Regions from separate parts of the Anser cygnoides genome. Here region 2 is linked to region 1. A link is a contact called in public Hi-C data. All regions are on one chromosome and are shown on one strand. Each heading gives the region's core, a stretch centred on a gene start, on an enhancer-like site or on the middle of the called end of the contact. The rest is flanking DNA. Distances are from core to core; before and after follow the strand shown.

The links. A called contact is a pair of places that touch in the nucleus more often than the background predicts.
Region 2: a Hi-C map of liver shows a contact between it and region 1, with 2.6 times the contacts expected there. The contact joins two enhancer-like sites. A contact is called at or near these places in 2 of 7 Hi-C or Micro-C datasets (granulosa cells and liver).

Annotation. Positions count from the first base shown.
Region 1 is chr1:61,127,222-61,132,167 of Taihu_goose_T2T_genome, forward strand. It overlaps HIPK2 (homeodomain interacting protein kinase 2), which reads left to right. Exons shown (of 15, transcript XM_066997849.1): 15 at 1-3,943. Among named protein-coding and RNA genes, the nearest start is that of KIAA1549, 20 kb to the right of the region's middle. Within about 2 kb of position 1,325, at least 2 of the 3 cell types and tissues checked have open chromatin away from gene starts, as enhancers often do. A contact at or near this core is called in liver, where this site is marked.
Region 2 is chr1:61,524,289-61,528,948 of Taihu_goose_T2T_genome, forward strand. All of the region lies in intron 1 of LOC106031016 (a long non-coding RNA gene), which reads right to left. Among named protein-coding and RNA genes, the nearest start is that of AKR1D1, 15 kb to the right of the region's middle. Within about 2 kb of position 2,278, at least 1 of the 3 cell types and tissues checked has open chromatin away from gene starts, as enhancers often do. A contact at or near this core is called in liver, where this site is marked.

The DNA of each region.
Region 1 (4,946 bases), core at 75-2,574:
CCAAAAATGATATTTTTTACTGCACTGATAAATATTGTGACATCTCTGTTCTTAACTCTTTCGCTGTGAGGGGAACCGTGTGCAGACTCACACAAACCTTGTAAATACTTGCGTGTACTTCTGACAGCCAGGGATTTATTTTTTTTTTAATTTTTTTCTTTCTTTAAAACAAGGTTTCCTCTTTGAAACAGAAAGCAATGGGGCAACAATGCTCAGAGCAAAAGCAAAGCTTATCCCATTTTCAGAACATAGCCAAGGAGTTTTTGCAGTGCTGGCATAGAGTTAATATTTAATGCCAATGTGTTTTGATATATTTTTTTTTCCAGCAAATTGTTTGGAAAGGAATAAGACAGAAAAGCTTTGGTCTGGAATTCTGATCAGAAATGTTATTTGTCTCTTTTATGGCACCTCTGATTTTTGTTTTTCCTTTCTTTTCCAAAACTGGCTTGCTGCAGGCTCGCTGGCCTGGGCTCTAGGTCAGTCGGCGGCTGCGCCAGGCGCCTGGTGCTCAGGGACCGCCGACTCCTTTGGAAGCAAACCCGCCGCCGGTCAGGATTCTGGATCCTGACGGCGACAGAGGGTATGCCAGCAGACCGTGGGGTATCCTCGGGTTTTTTACAGAAGGATTTAGATACACTTATATTACGCAAACTGTGACCTAATGGCAATAATTACCTCAAATGTGGGCATTCATCCTGGTTTTAGCCTTTCTGAAAACATGTAGCCAGCTTGAACTTTGATTCAAAGACTCTAAACTCTGTATGGGCGGAATAACGATAAATGCCCACCCTGGTCATTGTTGCTTGAGTGAATTCTGAAGACAGTGAATCTTTAAAGAGAAAAAGTTAAACCAAGGAATAGATTACTCTTTTATGTATTTTAATCAATTGTGATGTTAAATGCACATGTAAGTATATATGTTTATAGCTACTGTAAAATGCTTTGGCCTTCTAGAAGATATTTAATGAGTCACATTTTAAACCAATATGAACTGAATAATAGACCGTGGCTACTTAAACAGTTTTCTGGCTACATTTTATAGTTATTACAGTGTTTTATAGTTTACATTTAAACTGGTACTTTTTAAGGGAAATCTTGTGTTTGTAAGTGACACCTTCAAAAACTCAATACAGCTGCCTCTTTTTAATTTTGCCCTTTACAAATGGAAAAGTACAAGTGTGTCTTTAATATGTATATTCTGTTCTGAGATATAACATAGTGTTGGAAAGTCAGTCCAGAGATCAAGTAATCCACTGTATTCCAAAGTCTGGTTGAAAAACACTCCACCCACTTTGTGGATTTAGCACCTCTAGTCCAACAGATAAGCTATTTGTTTGTGTGCTCGTTTAATACCATACTTTATCAAACTCCTTGGGTTGAAGCAGGGAGCGCAGTACTTCCAAATTCACTGTTCTGTGTAGGATCCTCATCTGGATGAAGATACCCATGTAAGAGAATGAAGGATATTCAAAGGAAGGATTGTATTGTACTGTTGATAAATCTTTAGCCAAATGATTAATTCCTGAGTTTAGTGATTGCCTGTTTTATTTTGGTTTTGTACGTGTGTGTGTGTGTATGTGTGTGGTGTATGACAGCCACTCAGAGGCAATGCTGTAATTTGGCTTTCGTCTGTTCACCCCGTTATTACAAACGGTGCTTACCACCGCAGAAACTGTTTGAACCAGTAAACTAAATACAAAGTTCATTGACCATCTCGTTGTCAACTTTGTTTTCTTAGCCAGCGTCAGTTCCCATCAGTGCTGTCTCCCTGCTGCTGTTACGGTGTACTTTGCATTTGGGTATGTCACACTACCCCCTCCCCAGTCTCGCCTAGCTGTCTAGCTTGCTCTTTTGTGTTCTGTCACTTGAGTAACCAATGAACATGGTATAAATGTCTGCTGGGCAAAATGGTACTGCTAGGTCATGAAAGCACAGGAACTGGCATTTAAAAACATAAATCTGTGTCTGTCTGAAGAACCGATCTTCTGTGGCGGAGCCTGGGTGCCCCAGGGGGGCCCCTTACATTTCTGCCCCATGCCTGAGGCACTGGTCCCAGCGACCCCGGGGTCAGCGGTGTTGCAGAGGAGCAATGGAGATGCTCGTGGTGCCACTGGCTGCTGATACAATCCCCCAGTGCAGCCCGGGGCTGCCGTGCCCACCCCGTAACCCACGGAACCAAAGCGACGACGCATCGCGCGGCAGCCCACGAGCAGCGCTGGGGCTGGCGGGGATCATCCCCCCTTTCTCAATCATCGCCTTTTGCTGCCCTCGGCACTTGCACGACCTTTTGTTCTTAAGGGGGGTCAGACCCACAAACACCAGCACACTTAAGCGAAGGAGACAGTCCTTTTGAATTCTTTGGCTTGCAACTTGTCAGGCAAGAAGGGGTTTTGGCCACTGGCAACGCACATCCCATAGAATCCGAATGGTTACGTATAGCACCGCTGCCCTCGGAAAGGAAATAACAGGCTTCTGCCATGCTTCCATGTCACATGGTTACATACAACACTTCTGGCTCCCCTTCTCCCCCACCTTTATTCCTTCTGTGTTCGATTTTGTGTTTTATTTAATTTGATTTTTTGCTCTGTATTCTTTTCAAAATGAAACTTCCATGGATATCCCAGGGCACAACCATTTCAGGTGTAAAAAGGATCTCCTCATCCCCTGTTTCACCAGCCGAGAAACCAAGGCTTTTTGGGTACCGATTCTACTTGGGCAGAATCAGAATGTAGCCTGTATCTTTCATACCAAACCAAATTTCTGAAAGGAGCGGAAGTGTAATTAATAGCTTTATTAAAGGAGTGTGAGAGAGAGAGAGAGTAAGAGAGGGAGCGAGATGGTGAGAAGAAAGAGGGGCATCTAGGAAGTTGACAAGGCTAGACTTCGGGTAGTTAAAAATGAACCAAGAGGTGAAACATTATTTACAAACAGTAAAATCCTTTTAAAATCAGGAAGGGGGAAGTGGAGGGAGCATTTTATACCTTTCGACTGCCCACAAGCCCAGCGCACCCTGGATGGAAAGTGGAAGTTAACGTACACTGAACCAAAATTCTTGAGGGGGAGAGATGGGAGGAAAAGCTGTGAAATGCTATCACCACTGCAAGGGAAAAGATGCCCCTGCCCCAGCTCTGGATCTCGAATGGTTCTTTCTCTACAGCATCATCTCAGCCCAGATACCCCATGAAAGCCCTGAGCCGTTGTGTTCCTTCACTGTACGGTTTCTGTAATAAGAGTGTTAATCCATGTTAATCTTTGTGAAAATTATTGTGTGCAACAGTATTTTCTTGTGTACTGCTTTTTTTTTTCCTATGTGAATTGTCCCTTTTTTTCTTCTTTTCTTTTCTTTTTCCTTTTTTTTTTTCTTTTGGAAAATATGTCTTTCTTCTTTTAAAAAAACAAAACAAAACAAAAAAAAACTGATGTGTTGTAGACCTCTATGTAACCTATTCCTTAGTCTCATATTATAGGTATGTTATAAGAATGGATATTTTACTTGGCTTTAGAATGTTTTACAAGAAAATTAATTCTTAACCAATCAAGTTCTTGCTACTAAAAAAAAAAAATGCTTGTGTTTTTCATCATGACGTTGTGTGCTTCTAATTAATAATCATTTTCGTTGTAGAAAAATGGAGTGAATTTATATTAGTCTTGGAAACTAATAATAGCATTGTAAATTTATGAGATGATTTTAACAGAAAATACATTATAGAAGAATATAGTTATTTTAATTGTAATATTACTAACTGTAGGGTGAGAAAGGAGGTCCCGTTGTGGTGAACTATGTTATAGCTTGTTATTCACGGTTTCTTTTTGATCATTTTTTCGGTCTCTGAGGTGAAACGAGTTATTAATCAGAATTTGTAAACTCACATATGCATATTGTATATGTGTAGAAATGTAATCACACTTTGTCTTGGAATTACATTAAACTGTTTTAAGTCACTGCAAAGTTTGTGTGTCTGTATGTCTTATCGCTAGTTAAAGTTTGGTCTGAATGTTTGGTTAGTTTTCAGTTACTTTTATTTAATCTCCCAAGTCTATTTGGAAAACATCGCTAACAGTATCATTAATAATAAGTAAACAGTTTTCCCTTTGAGGTGGAATTTTTACACGTGTGAGACTAGCAGTTTGTTCTTATTGCAAAAGAGTGTGTTTATGGTTGGATGTTCATTTGGAGCTTCACCGAAGCACAGCAGGGTTGCAACTTACACATCCCTCTGGAGCTCCCTGGCATGCTGACGGAGGTGCGGGCACCAGCTGCAAATATTAGCCTGCTTTTTCTTTGCATTATGCCTGAGCCCCTGTTTCATTTGTTCCCCTTCATCTCTTTGCCAAGCCCCAGCTGACCTTTGAGAAGTTTACTCAGACACCAAAACGCTTCAACAACCACACGCTGCCACCAGCAGTGCCTGCCCTTTGGGCAGTGCCCCATTTGCACTGATAAACTCACTCAGGCGGGATACCTGTGGAAGATCCCCCATTACTCAGTGCCACCCTGCAGGAGATGAGTGGGCCCTCACCTACTCCCCGTGCCAGAGGGAGAGCAAGACCTCCTCCTTTTTGTTGCTGACGTTGTCCAGCATAGGGACTTGTGTGCGAACTGCCAAGTCTCCTGGCATGCAGGATTCAGCTTCTTAATTTGCCCTCTGCCTTCCCATGGCTGGCCAGTGAGGTTCACAGTGGTTTATACTGGGTTACCTGCTATGAAACACCAGATAAGCGTTGCTTTGGATTTCTAGGCAGATGCTGAAACCTTTGGTAACAAGAGGACGCAAGACCTAGCTGCCTTAAACTGGCTTAGACCCCAATTCAGCAAAAGCAATTAAAGCTGTACTGCCGGTGCCTATTTAACAAGCCACTTAAGTTTGTGTTTAATTTAAAATTGTATATCCTAATAAACATCAAGCTTTTAATCATATACTAGCAGGTAATTGCATGGGTAGGTG
Region 2 (4,660 bases), core at 1,028-3,527, 400 kb after region 1:
AAGATCTGGGGTCTCAGTGCAGAAAGACAGAGGCCATACACAGCCTATCAGGCCAAGTCAGGACGACAGCATCAGTTTTGTACCAGTTACACCATTTCTGCAGCTGGAAGTCTTCCTGTTGTCACAGAGGGATCCCCGCACAGACTGAAAGCTGGAGTTCACCTGCATCCCGTAAATGAATTTGGTGGGTTTCTTTTTCAAGGGAAACATGACACAAGGCACTTCTAATCTCACTTGTGCCCTCCACAAAATCACTCTGGAGGAAGCTGTAGCAACAGCGGAAAAAACAGATCCCTGTAATTACGAGGAGATATGGATCTTGAAATACCACCACTAGACGTCCCCTTAGCTCCAGCCGGCGGAGCAGAGCTGCTTCTGCAGCCCAGGGAGCCTCTTCCTGTCCGCACGTAGCATCAGCAGCGAGGGCAGGTCAGCGCAACAAGGACGCTCAGGGCCCCTGCCTCCAGCCCGGTGGTTTCCAGCCCACGGTAGCTCCACAAGTGGTTTAAGGATGACAGTCACACCCCAGCTCACCCAGCAGATACATACCTTAAGTAGTAGCACCTGGCCGAGAAGAAGGGGTCCATTCAGGCCTGGTCGCAGCCTGCCTTGGCCACCCCGACTGCCTGGGGAATGCCACTGAGGTGATTTCCTCCGATACCTTCATGAAGAAGCTGGTGTAAGGCAAAGCAGCCGGCACAGGAGTAACGCCAGCCTGCACTCTCTGTGAATCGCACTCACCTTTCAGAGGAGAAACTCGTACATCCCCCACATCCTGCCTGTGACATGAGGCGAGATAAAATATGCTTAGGAGGCATGACCTGGCCTGTGGCCCGGCTGTCTGACCACAGTAACCGCACTCTTTCCTTATAAACAGGACACTGTTCCTTCTGGGTATCTGTGATTTGCTAATTCAGCTTTATTCAGCTCGCTAGACATTTTTTTGAAATGAATTCTCCAAAATCAAAGCAATGGCTGTGGAATGCTGTCGGAAAGCACTGCTTTTCCTGTCGCTTTGGTAAAACATGGAAAAATCTGCAGTTGCACAGCCTCTTGAAGAAGGCTGTTCAGACACCTGAAAAGGTGTTTGAGGAGACGTGCCTGTTTGGGAGGTGCGTTTGTCTCCCGAGACTGAAACTTACTCACACCTTACATCATGGACCACTAGAGTGACATCGCCACCATCACCTCGGTCACTTACAGCAGGAATGGAAGAAGCAGTTGACAGCTGAGGTAATTTCTGCACAAGTAGAGTGTCAGGAGAGCCAACTAAATGGCCCTGGAGAGGATTTTGGTCTGGTCTCCAGTTAAAGCAACCACCATTAGCTTCCTCACTATTTATTGTCCCCCCTCATTAACATTACTGCAGTACTCTCTCTACCAACAGGGGATATTGTAAATAACTCACCATGCTACTTACCTGGACATGGCCATTAATAATCACCACAAGATTGTCTGCTATCTTGCTGTGCTCACATATTTCACATTCTCTCTTTTACGCACTCGAGGTCGCTCACCCTCACCTGAATGAGGTCTCAGTCACTGCTGGGCCTTGCTCCAGCCACATGGCAGATCACAAGCGTGTTATAAGGGAATAACTGCTTTGTAACACATCTTCTCGTATTCCTTTTGCAGTGTCCATGCACTGCCACTCATTAAATACCAGCAGCCAGAACACCCTGAGGTGCTTTAAGACCATACTGGTATGGTATAAGCAGAGTTTTCTGTCTTCCAGCCAAGATCCTGCTCAGCCAGAAATGCTTGCAAGTCACCTTCTGAGGCCTGAGTTAATTTTCTTTGCTCCTGTGTGCTCTCTGAAATACAAACACTCAATGTTAAAGCAGGCAGAGCACACAGAAAGCATACACAATTATTTTGGGGGCCAGGGTAAGAAGTAATAGTCTTTAAATGACAGGAAGACCCATGTGAAGTTTGAAGGCCTGCTTTCCAGCAGTAGGGATGATGAAGCAGTGTGGCGGAGTGCCTGGACATGATGTGGGACCTTGATCCTTGGGCGTCCTTGAAAGTGGCCCTGAGGGACATTTGCCAGCAGTCAATTCTCCTACTAAACATGCCTCACAGCCCTATCACCCCTGATGCCACAGCTCCATGGGGTAGCAGTCTTGTCCCTTAATTTAAGATGACATATATTCCATGTGGAGACTGTGACAATAGTAGTTGCAGGACATGCAACTCTTTCAGACCTCAGCTGGGGTTGTTTTATGAGGACAATATTCAGATCAAAAAGGGGGCAGAGCTAATCCATTCCTCTGCCAACCCCACCCTCCGTAAGTAGATGCCAATCTTTCTTTGGACTTTGTCTCTGAGTTAGAAAGGTAACCAGAAGGCATCAGATAAGAAACTGGACACGACAAAATAGACAAACAAAACCTGAAGGACTTTGAAAATAAACACACAGGGAGTGAAGGCACTTTCAGATGGATTCCTATGCTTCAGCGCATAGGAAGGCCTGTGGCAGGAATTTCATTTAGGAGAACAAAATGCACCACTGAGATCTTTATAACAATCTCTAGCCTTTCTCTGTGGGGCTTTTCATCCCCCACAGAAACCACAAGCTACAGAGGTGTCATGCTTTGGGCACCACACAAACACAGGACAGGTGCAGGAGTGTCATGAATGGCAGTGTAATATAAACAGAGATAAGGCAAGCAGCAAGCAAATGTGAATGCACCCCGATGACCAGAGAAATCCTGGCTTTCTTCCTAGAAAAGCTGTGGTACCACCTGAACCAAAGAGGATCCCAGAGCAGAGGACAACATACTGTTAGGCAACATGCATGCTGACTAAATAAATCGAGTAAGAACTTCATCAGCGTGACAAAACAAGACATCCAGATAAGCGCAACAAAAAGGTTTGGTTTAAGAACAACGTACTCACAGCACTGTAAAAGGCCATTTAAACAAACTAAAAACAGCTAAGTTGATTTAACTTAATAGCTTATGCAGCAGTGCCGTGCCAGCACAGCAGAGCCTGCTCAGAGCGGAGGACTAAGCCCAGGCGCATGCCCTCCCGAGGTACCTCTGCAGGCAGAACCGAGGGGACGCCGCAGTGGGACAGAAGCACACTGCTCTGTGGCTTGGAGGTGGCCCTGATGGACACCCAGCACTGGCAGTGGGTGCCCACGGGACAAATGTCCACCCACAGCAACTGACACCAGGTCCTTCAAGAGATTAAAACCTGCTCCCGAGTCTGCCTGTCACGACGGCCGGCTCTGCTTTTCCTTTCCAACTGAACGTGGTGGGCATCGGGTCCTTCTTACCGCTCTCTTTTTCCCATGCATGCATACACAGGCATACTAAAAACCTCCAGTGTCCCCTCACTGCAGTTCCCTGGGTTTTGCCTTCCAGCAGATTTCCTCTGCAGCTGCCAGCTCTTCCTCAGGTTTAAATGTGCCCTTTCACGCCGGTCACTACAGAAAGGGTAGAGTTTTCCCTTTTCCTCCAGCTAAGCAAACAAACTGAATCATCACAGTGCAAAACATGACTGCATTTTAGCAGTTGCACTAACATGTGGGGGAAAAGGAGGTTCAGATGGAAAGTCTTTCAGCTCTCAGTGTCAAAGTATAATTCTGCTTGGACCCATGAATGGACTTTTTTTTCCCATTGAACAATTCTCTCTCCTACCACTTTGATGCCCAGCTGCTATCAGTATTCAAGCATGCAAATGTGAGCGAGCCGCAAAAACAAGCGCTAAAAACCTCCTTGGGAAGAAAAATGCTGTTTGTGCAAACTCTCCCATTCTTCTCTCAGCCTCCACCCGAAGGCTTCCCTAGCAGGTGGTAGGATGAAGTGGGAGAGGGAAGATGACAGCTTATCATTACACACTGTTTTTGGTGTTTTGCTGAGCTGGGAAGGGACAGAACATCAGGCACATTCCCAGGCACTCTGCCAGGCTGGGGCCCAAAGGGTAAACAGAAAGTAATGCACAGGATGCAAAGCATCTTTAAGAAAAAAAAAAAAAATCAACACCAGATGGTCAATGAAATGATCCAGAACAGGAGACTGTGAATGAACATTTCGAGTTCTGCTTTAGCACCTTATTAAACATATAAGGATCTGTGGGCTGCATTCTGGGAGAGCCACGTGAGACCAAGATTTTGGAAAACCCCATCTCCTCTGCAGCCACCATGAGACAACCGTGGCACCCGAGCACCCTGCTCCCTCTGGCACTGCAGCGGAGCACGGTCCTCCCGTTTCTTCCCCGATCAAAACTCACTTCCGATACCATTAAACAGTAAATCACCACAGGTTCTGGCTGTTTGTTTTTTAACTGAAGCCTCGTATAACACAGCGTGCAAACCCCTGACGAAAGGCATTTGTGCGCCAGTGTGGGTCGATACCATAGTTTAACACAGAGCAGCTTTGTGAAGGGAGAACAAGGATACTGCAGTGTGCTTTAGGGCTTTTGCTTCCTATGGCCAGCCCCGGATCTCTGTTCTGCGTTAATGAACGGCTGCTGTATTCTGCATCGGGGTGGTCCGGTGGGACGGCACTCGTGGGACAATTCAGAGGGGAACTGCTGCATGCGAAGTTCCCCCGCTTCTCTGGCCACTTCATATGAACAATGCTGGCAAAATCACCCATGCGTATCACGGAACCTGGAAGTCATGCTGCATCGCTTAGGGTTCATGCTGCTTGGT